2 separate regions of the Sus scrofa genome follow, and region 2 is linked to region 1. A link is a contact called in public HiChIP or PLAC-seq data. All regions are on one chromosome and are shown on one strand. The core of a region is the stretch at or near the end of the contact, and the rest is flanking DNA. Distances in the headings are between cores, read along the strand shown.

Region 1 (3,064 bases), core at 133-2,632:
ATCTTTAATTTTCACAAAGATCCTTAAGTGTAGACTATTATCATGCTAATAAGTGACAAAACTAAGGGTCAGAGGGCCACCTCTGCCCAACTGGATACATTTGGTAAGTTGTTAAGCCAAGGTTAATACTTAGATGTCAGTCAGTCTCCAAAGCTTATGTCCTTATAAATGAATTACAGTATTTTCTTAATGGGTCCTGAAGAAATTTCGAAAGAATAAATGGAGGAATTAATATGTGAATGGTTGAATGTATGATCTTCTGGAGTTAAAGCGATAAAAATTTAGGACAAGTCTCATACTTATCAGCTTCCTTTCTTATATGAGACATTGTCTAAACCCACAAAACTTCATTTGCAGTCTTGCTGCGTATACCCTAATCATCTGTCCTGATCTGCTTGTATCTTGAACTGTAACTACTGCATAAAAAATCAGGATTTTTTTTTTAATGAGTGCCTTCCTATCATAAGATTTCACTTGATAAAAATTATATAATGGTAGCTGAGCATTACATTTATCTGCAGATTAAAAAGCTTTTTTTGTCCAGACAGGAAAAAAACCAAATAAATAAAATGTGGTTATTTCTATAATTCATCTTTAGAAATATACTCTTACTCATTAGAGATAATGTACGTATTTTGTTATAATTCCTTCAGGTGAAGTTATACAATAAGTAGAGTGTAATATAAAAATACCCAAATAGGAAAATCTTATTTTGCAGTTATTCGATGTTTACCTTGTCTGGAAAATCTAGAAACCAGAAACTTGAGAATAAGACATAATTATCAGTTTTATGCATTTTGTACATATCTTTCATAAGCAAGTTCTGCAATTTGGTTTTTTTATTATTTTAAATTTTCTATTATAGTTGATTTACAATGTTCTATCAATGTATGCTGACAGCAAAGTGACCCAGTTATACATAAATGTACATTCTTTTTTCACATTATCCTCCATCATGTTTTTTAATTATCAGTTATTTATTGAGCATCTATTCTGTGTTCAGCCCTATACGCCAAAGAAGATTTAAGACAAAATAAGTCTTAAATAAGACAAATTAAGACAAAATAAGATTTAAGCAAAATAAGTCACACCACTTGCCCTAAGGACACAACACAGTTAAAAAAAAAAAAAATCCCAAGCCCTTGGACAGAGTCTGAGAGTGGACAATATGCTAAGAATTCAGGGCAGGTAGAGATACCTATGACCTGAGGTGACCATAATTGATAGAGAAATGTGTAAGAAAGTGACTTAGAGTATTTTCTCCAAAGAGAGTAGATGTTGCTAAAAACCAACTTGGATAAAGCCCCAGAATCACATGTGTTCACTGGGATGCACAGAAGAGTTGCTATTTCTGATTTCTCTGACTCCTGGGAACCCCTTCCCATGATTCAGAGAGGGTTGATTATGAAACAAATATACTCATAGTTCAAGGTCACAGGGCAAGCATGATCATCACTATAAGGGGAATTCCTTGAGAAAAAGCCACAGTTCAATCTCTCCATGACAGAACCAGCAGAGCTCTGTGTGCTTGAGACTCTTTTTAATTCCAACTATCTGAGCCACAATCAATAGCGGGAGCACAAGGGGCTTGTGGCTGGACTGGTTTATGTGACAGGTCACACATTAGATACCTAATTGATGTGGCTTCTTGGGATGTTGCGATGCCATTGACACATGCCACTTCCTGTTACTACTAGGCTTAATGGTTCATCTTTTGATTTCTGCCTCACTCCCAGCACAACAATTTTTATAGTTTATAACCTTATAAAGTTGAGACTAGTTGAACCTGCTAAGTAGCTCATTTAAGATCCTCAAACCCCCATGTTAATGAACAATGATGTTCTGCTATTAGCTTCCAGTAGCTTCTTCATTACTCAGTATATACTAGGTTATTCTGTAGTAACACATAAACCCCTAAATCCAAGGATATGGTAAGTTACGTGTCCCCAATGATATCCATATTCTAATCCCCAGAACCTGTAAATGTGGCCTTGTATGCAAAAGAGATTTTGCAGATTGAGTTAAAATTTTTGAGATAGTGAAATTACACAGGATTATCTGGATGGGACTAATGTATTCACAAGGGTTCCTTAAAATAAGTGAAGGCAGGAGGCTCAGAGTCAAAGAAGAGAATGGGAAGATGGAAACAGAAAAGAGAGAGATAAAAAGAGAGAGAGAGACAGACAGAAACAGAGACGGATTTGAAGATGCCATGCTGATAACTTTGAAGATGAAGGACCCACAAGGCAAGGAATGTAGGCACCTTCTAGAATCTCGAAAAGACAAGGACACATATTTTCCCCAAAAGCCTCTAGTAGGAATGCAGCCTTGACAAAACTGTGATTTTAGGACTGCTGACCTCTGGAAGTGTAAGATAATAAATTTGTATTGCTTTAAGACACTTAGTTTGAGGTAATTTGTTATCGATGCAATAGAAAAGTCAGACAAAGGGTCTTAATATTTTTAAAAAGTTATCAGTTCAGGCACCCTGCACATCCTTCAATGGGTAGTGCAGGGGCTTTTGTTTATTTCCTCAGTCAAGGATTCAGGTTGCTGGAGACTTCACCATTTGAAAGTCATCAGTTGCCTCAGCAAGGGGGAAGAGAGTGAAAATTTCAGACCCATTCTTTTACACTTTGGTCTAGAAAGTAACACATGGCACTTCTGTTTATGTTCCTTTGGCCAGAAAAACATATGATCCTACCTAACTGAAAATTAGTTGGGAAATGTAACCTTTCATGAGCCTGGAGGGAAAGAATTGGTCACTGCTGGGCACTAGGAAAGTCTGCCTCTGCCTTACATGAGGGAGTTGATGAAAATCCTGGTCAATAACAGTGAAGAGAAATTTTTCTGACCTGAGCCAATCTAGAGTCTACTCTTTCCTAGTTCAGAGTCTGCTCTTCTGTGACAGTTTGTGTTGGGATAACCAGCACCTTATATCATCAGAACCTGTATTGCTAATTACAGAGAATTCCCAATATCTGAAATTGTTCACATGTCGATGTTACATTAAAAAAAAAAACTTTATTAACTCTCTGTAGCTCTAGCTATTGCAAAGCTATGC
Region 2 (2,979 bases), core at 214-2,713, 610 kb after region 1:
GAATGAGGGTAAACATTAATAAAAGGGGAATCAGACTGGGTCAAAGGAATGCTGGAACCATAGAAGGAGAAAATCAGTTAAAACTTATTATAAAGATGAGAAAATGGCCGGAAGACAGTCTTCCAAGACTCAGAGATTCCCGGCACAAGTGCAGATAAATTCAAACTATTTCATTTGACTGATGTTTACCTTCATCTCCCAAGTTTCCATGGCTACACCAATACTGATTTGAACAAAATAATGATAGATTTCAAGATAGTACATATTCTTAAATTTAAAAAACTTTATAAAAATATTTATTTATCCCCAGCCCTCCTGCCTTCAGAATCCAGATCTTTAGGTGTAGGTTAATTTGCATGCCGATTTACTAGCTGAAAAACCAGAAAGAAATAGGAGCTTGGAAGCATTTGTCCTTAGGCAACCAATGTGAAACATCAAGAGCGCAAAATGATAACACAAATTCGGTTTGTATTATTTGCACCCAGAGCTCACTTAGAACAACCAATTACTTTTTAACGTGAAAAATAAAAATTTCCCACGAGTATGAAATGATTCAACTGATCGCATATTGACTGCACTTCTATTATGTGTTGACTCCTTTACTAAAAAGTCGTGTTGTTTTGTGTGGGAGAAAAGAGTTGTTCCAAAGTCAGATTACAAAAAAATGAGTGCACACTTTACCTCAAGAGGTTTTGCTCACAAGTAGATTCTTAGAATGTCAGTGCTGACAAGGACCTAAGGCTCCTTGATTCTGATTCCCTTCCTTTGGGGCAAGAACTGGACCTCACAGAGAAATAAGACTCCGTTTGTTTCCTGTGTTCCCGTGGCCAGCCAGAGGCCCTGTGAGAATATCTGTCTGGATGCCTCTACATAACTGTGCAGCCAGGAGACCTCATGGAATCTTTCACTTTCCACATGCTCCCATCCTGCCTAAGATGCCACATCACCGCCATTCTTCCAGCCTGGCGAGGCCGAGCTTCACAGAAGCACAGAGCACTTTTCCATTTTGGAAACCTGACCAAGCCTGCTGACCAGGCTGGGCCGCTGACAGTAGCACCAGTCCTGACTCTCTCTGTGCCAGAGTGAACAGCACTCTAAGCCAGAGTCTTTCAGAACCTTGGGACCACTTAATCCCTCAAAGCTTTTCATTCCTGCCACCTTTGGCCTCCACCCAAAATGCACGCTCCAACAGTCCTCTGTCCTCTCACATCCTGGTCCCCACCCTACTCTTTGTTCCTCTGCTATGAGTCATCTTGCCATCCTCATTCCATTTTCCTGTCAAACTCCTGGCCTTTGCTCACATGGCTCCCTCCACCTCTCCTGCCTTCTCCCTGCACAGTCCATGTGGTGAATACCCATTCATCTTTCAAGACTCATCTCAGTCATTATCCCCTGCTTTGCAAAGGAGAATCTTCACCTGCTTCCTCCTAGCTGCCTTGCCCCGTAGAATTGACAAGTCTTTCCATTGTTGCTTAATAGAAGAAAAACCAGAGGAACGTAATTCTATGGGGCAAGGCAGCTATCACAGCTCTCTAAATGGTGAAAGAATTTGTTTGCATGTCTGCCTCTACTGGATTACAGTCTCTCTGAGGGCCTAGACTTTGTTTTGTGCCCTCCACTGTATTTTCAGTGCCTGGAACAGTGTCTCCTAGCATATAGTAGGCTCTTGTTAAATATTTTGTTAACTAGATGAGTATCGCTACTGGGCCATTAGCTTCTTGGAGGCAGGAACAATGCCTTCTTTCCTCACCACTGCACAGTTCCTGGCACATATGGCTGGAGAATCATAGTAACTTCTTTCCTCAGTGCCCTATGGAATCCATATGCTACTGTAAATAAATGTCCCTTTTCATTCAAGCATTTCACCCAGGTCCCCCTCAACCTAACCTTAAACGTGGTGCTCCCTTAGGATGACTCCCCTTTTCACCCTCTTGGAAAAAGCCTCCTCATCACACAGCCCCTTTTACTAAGACCCAAGATCTGCCTACTTCTGGATTCCCATTGCAACTCAAATTCTTTCCTCACAGGCAAAAGTATTGAAAGAGTAGTTAATACCCCTGTTACTAATCAGCCTGCAGTCTTCATCGCCACTGAAATGGCTTTTTCATGGGGTCAAATGCATTGGACAATTATTAAGCCTACTTTTGCTACTTCCAATTCTTAGCGCGTATGGTTCTCAACTTCTCTGTAATGTTTGGCACTTTCAATATGAAGCATTTTCCCCCTTCACCTGCTTTTTCCCCCACCTACTTCTCTGGTCCAACTTTTGTAGACTTTTGGAAAACTCTTCTATCTTATTCTTCATCTTGCATTTTCCCTCAGGCCTCTGAACCCTATTCTCTAGTTGAACTATCACCTTTAAGATGATGAATTACAAGTGTATTCTTCTTCAAAGGCACAGCCTCATTTCTCCATTTGTCCCTGGAAAGCCCTCATGGGTAACCTGAAACACTTTTAAAATCAGCCTTTACAAAGCTGAATTTACTATGTATCTTCTAACTCTTCTCTTCTATGGCATCTCTTGCTTAATCAAAAGTACCCCAACAATGATCCCATATCCTAGCTAGAAATATGGAGAGTATTTCTAGACAAGCTCCACTTTTTCCGCCTCAGAATCCTACTTCTTTCATTCCACACCTGAGACCCAATTTCTCTCACTCTACTTCCAATACTACTTTCACATTCATCCCCCCGCCTATCCCTATGACTACTGTGAGATAATAGTCTCTAATCACATTTCTCCTGTTTAACAAAGATAAAATGATTTATGTATGAGTATTTGCAGCATGTCTTCCTCCCCTTCACAAGAAATACTTAAGAACCATCTGCTATGTCCATAGTGATAATGGATCAAAATAATTAAGAATTAGAAATAACTAGAAACAGAATGAAGGGAGAGAAAAGATAATGGAGAGAAAGAACACATCTAAGAAGGCAAGAGAGGAGTGAAAAAATAATCCTGGAGCCCACACCTGAATT

The links. HiChIP or PLAC-seq counts read pairs in DNA pulled down with a chosen protein or histone mark.
Region 2: a contact with region 1 is called in an H3K27ac HiChIP or PLAC-seq map of alveolar macrophages. The contact joins two enhancer-like sites. A contact is called at or near these places in 2 of 47 Hi-C or Micro-C datasets (embryonic fibroblasts and fetal heart ventricle) and 2 of 2 datasets of contacts at active chromatin or transcription factors (alveolar macrophages and skeletal muscle).

What each region holds. Positions count from the first base shown.
Region 1 is chr13:179,727,084-179,730,147 of Sscrofa11.1, forward strand. No RefSeq gene overlaps it. Among named protein-coding and RNA genes, the nearest start is that of NRIP1, 190 kb to the right of the region's middle. Within about 2 kb of position 1,383, at least 1 of the 83 cell types and tissues checked has an H3K27ac peak or open chromatin away from gene starts, as enhancers often do. A contact at or near this core is called in alveolar macrophages, where this site is marked.
Region 2 is chr13:180,333,523-180,336,501 of Sscrofa11.1, forward strand. All of the region lies in intron 3 of LOC106505836 (a long non-coding RNA gene), which reads left to right. Among named protein-coding and RNA genes, the nearest start is that of USP25, 240 kb to the right of the region's middle. Within about 2 kb of position 1,464, at least 3 of the 83 cell types and tissues checked have an H3K27ac peak or open chromatin away from gene starts, as enhancers often do. A contact at or near this core is called in alveolar macrophages, where this site is marked.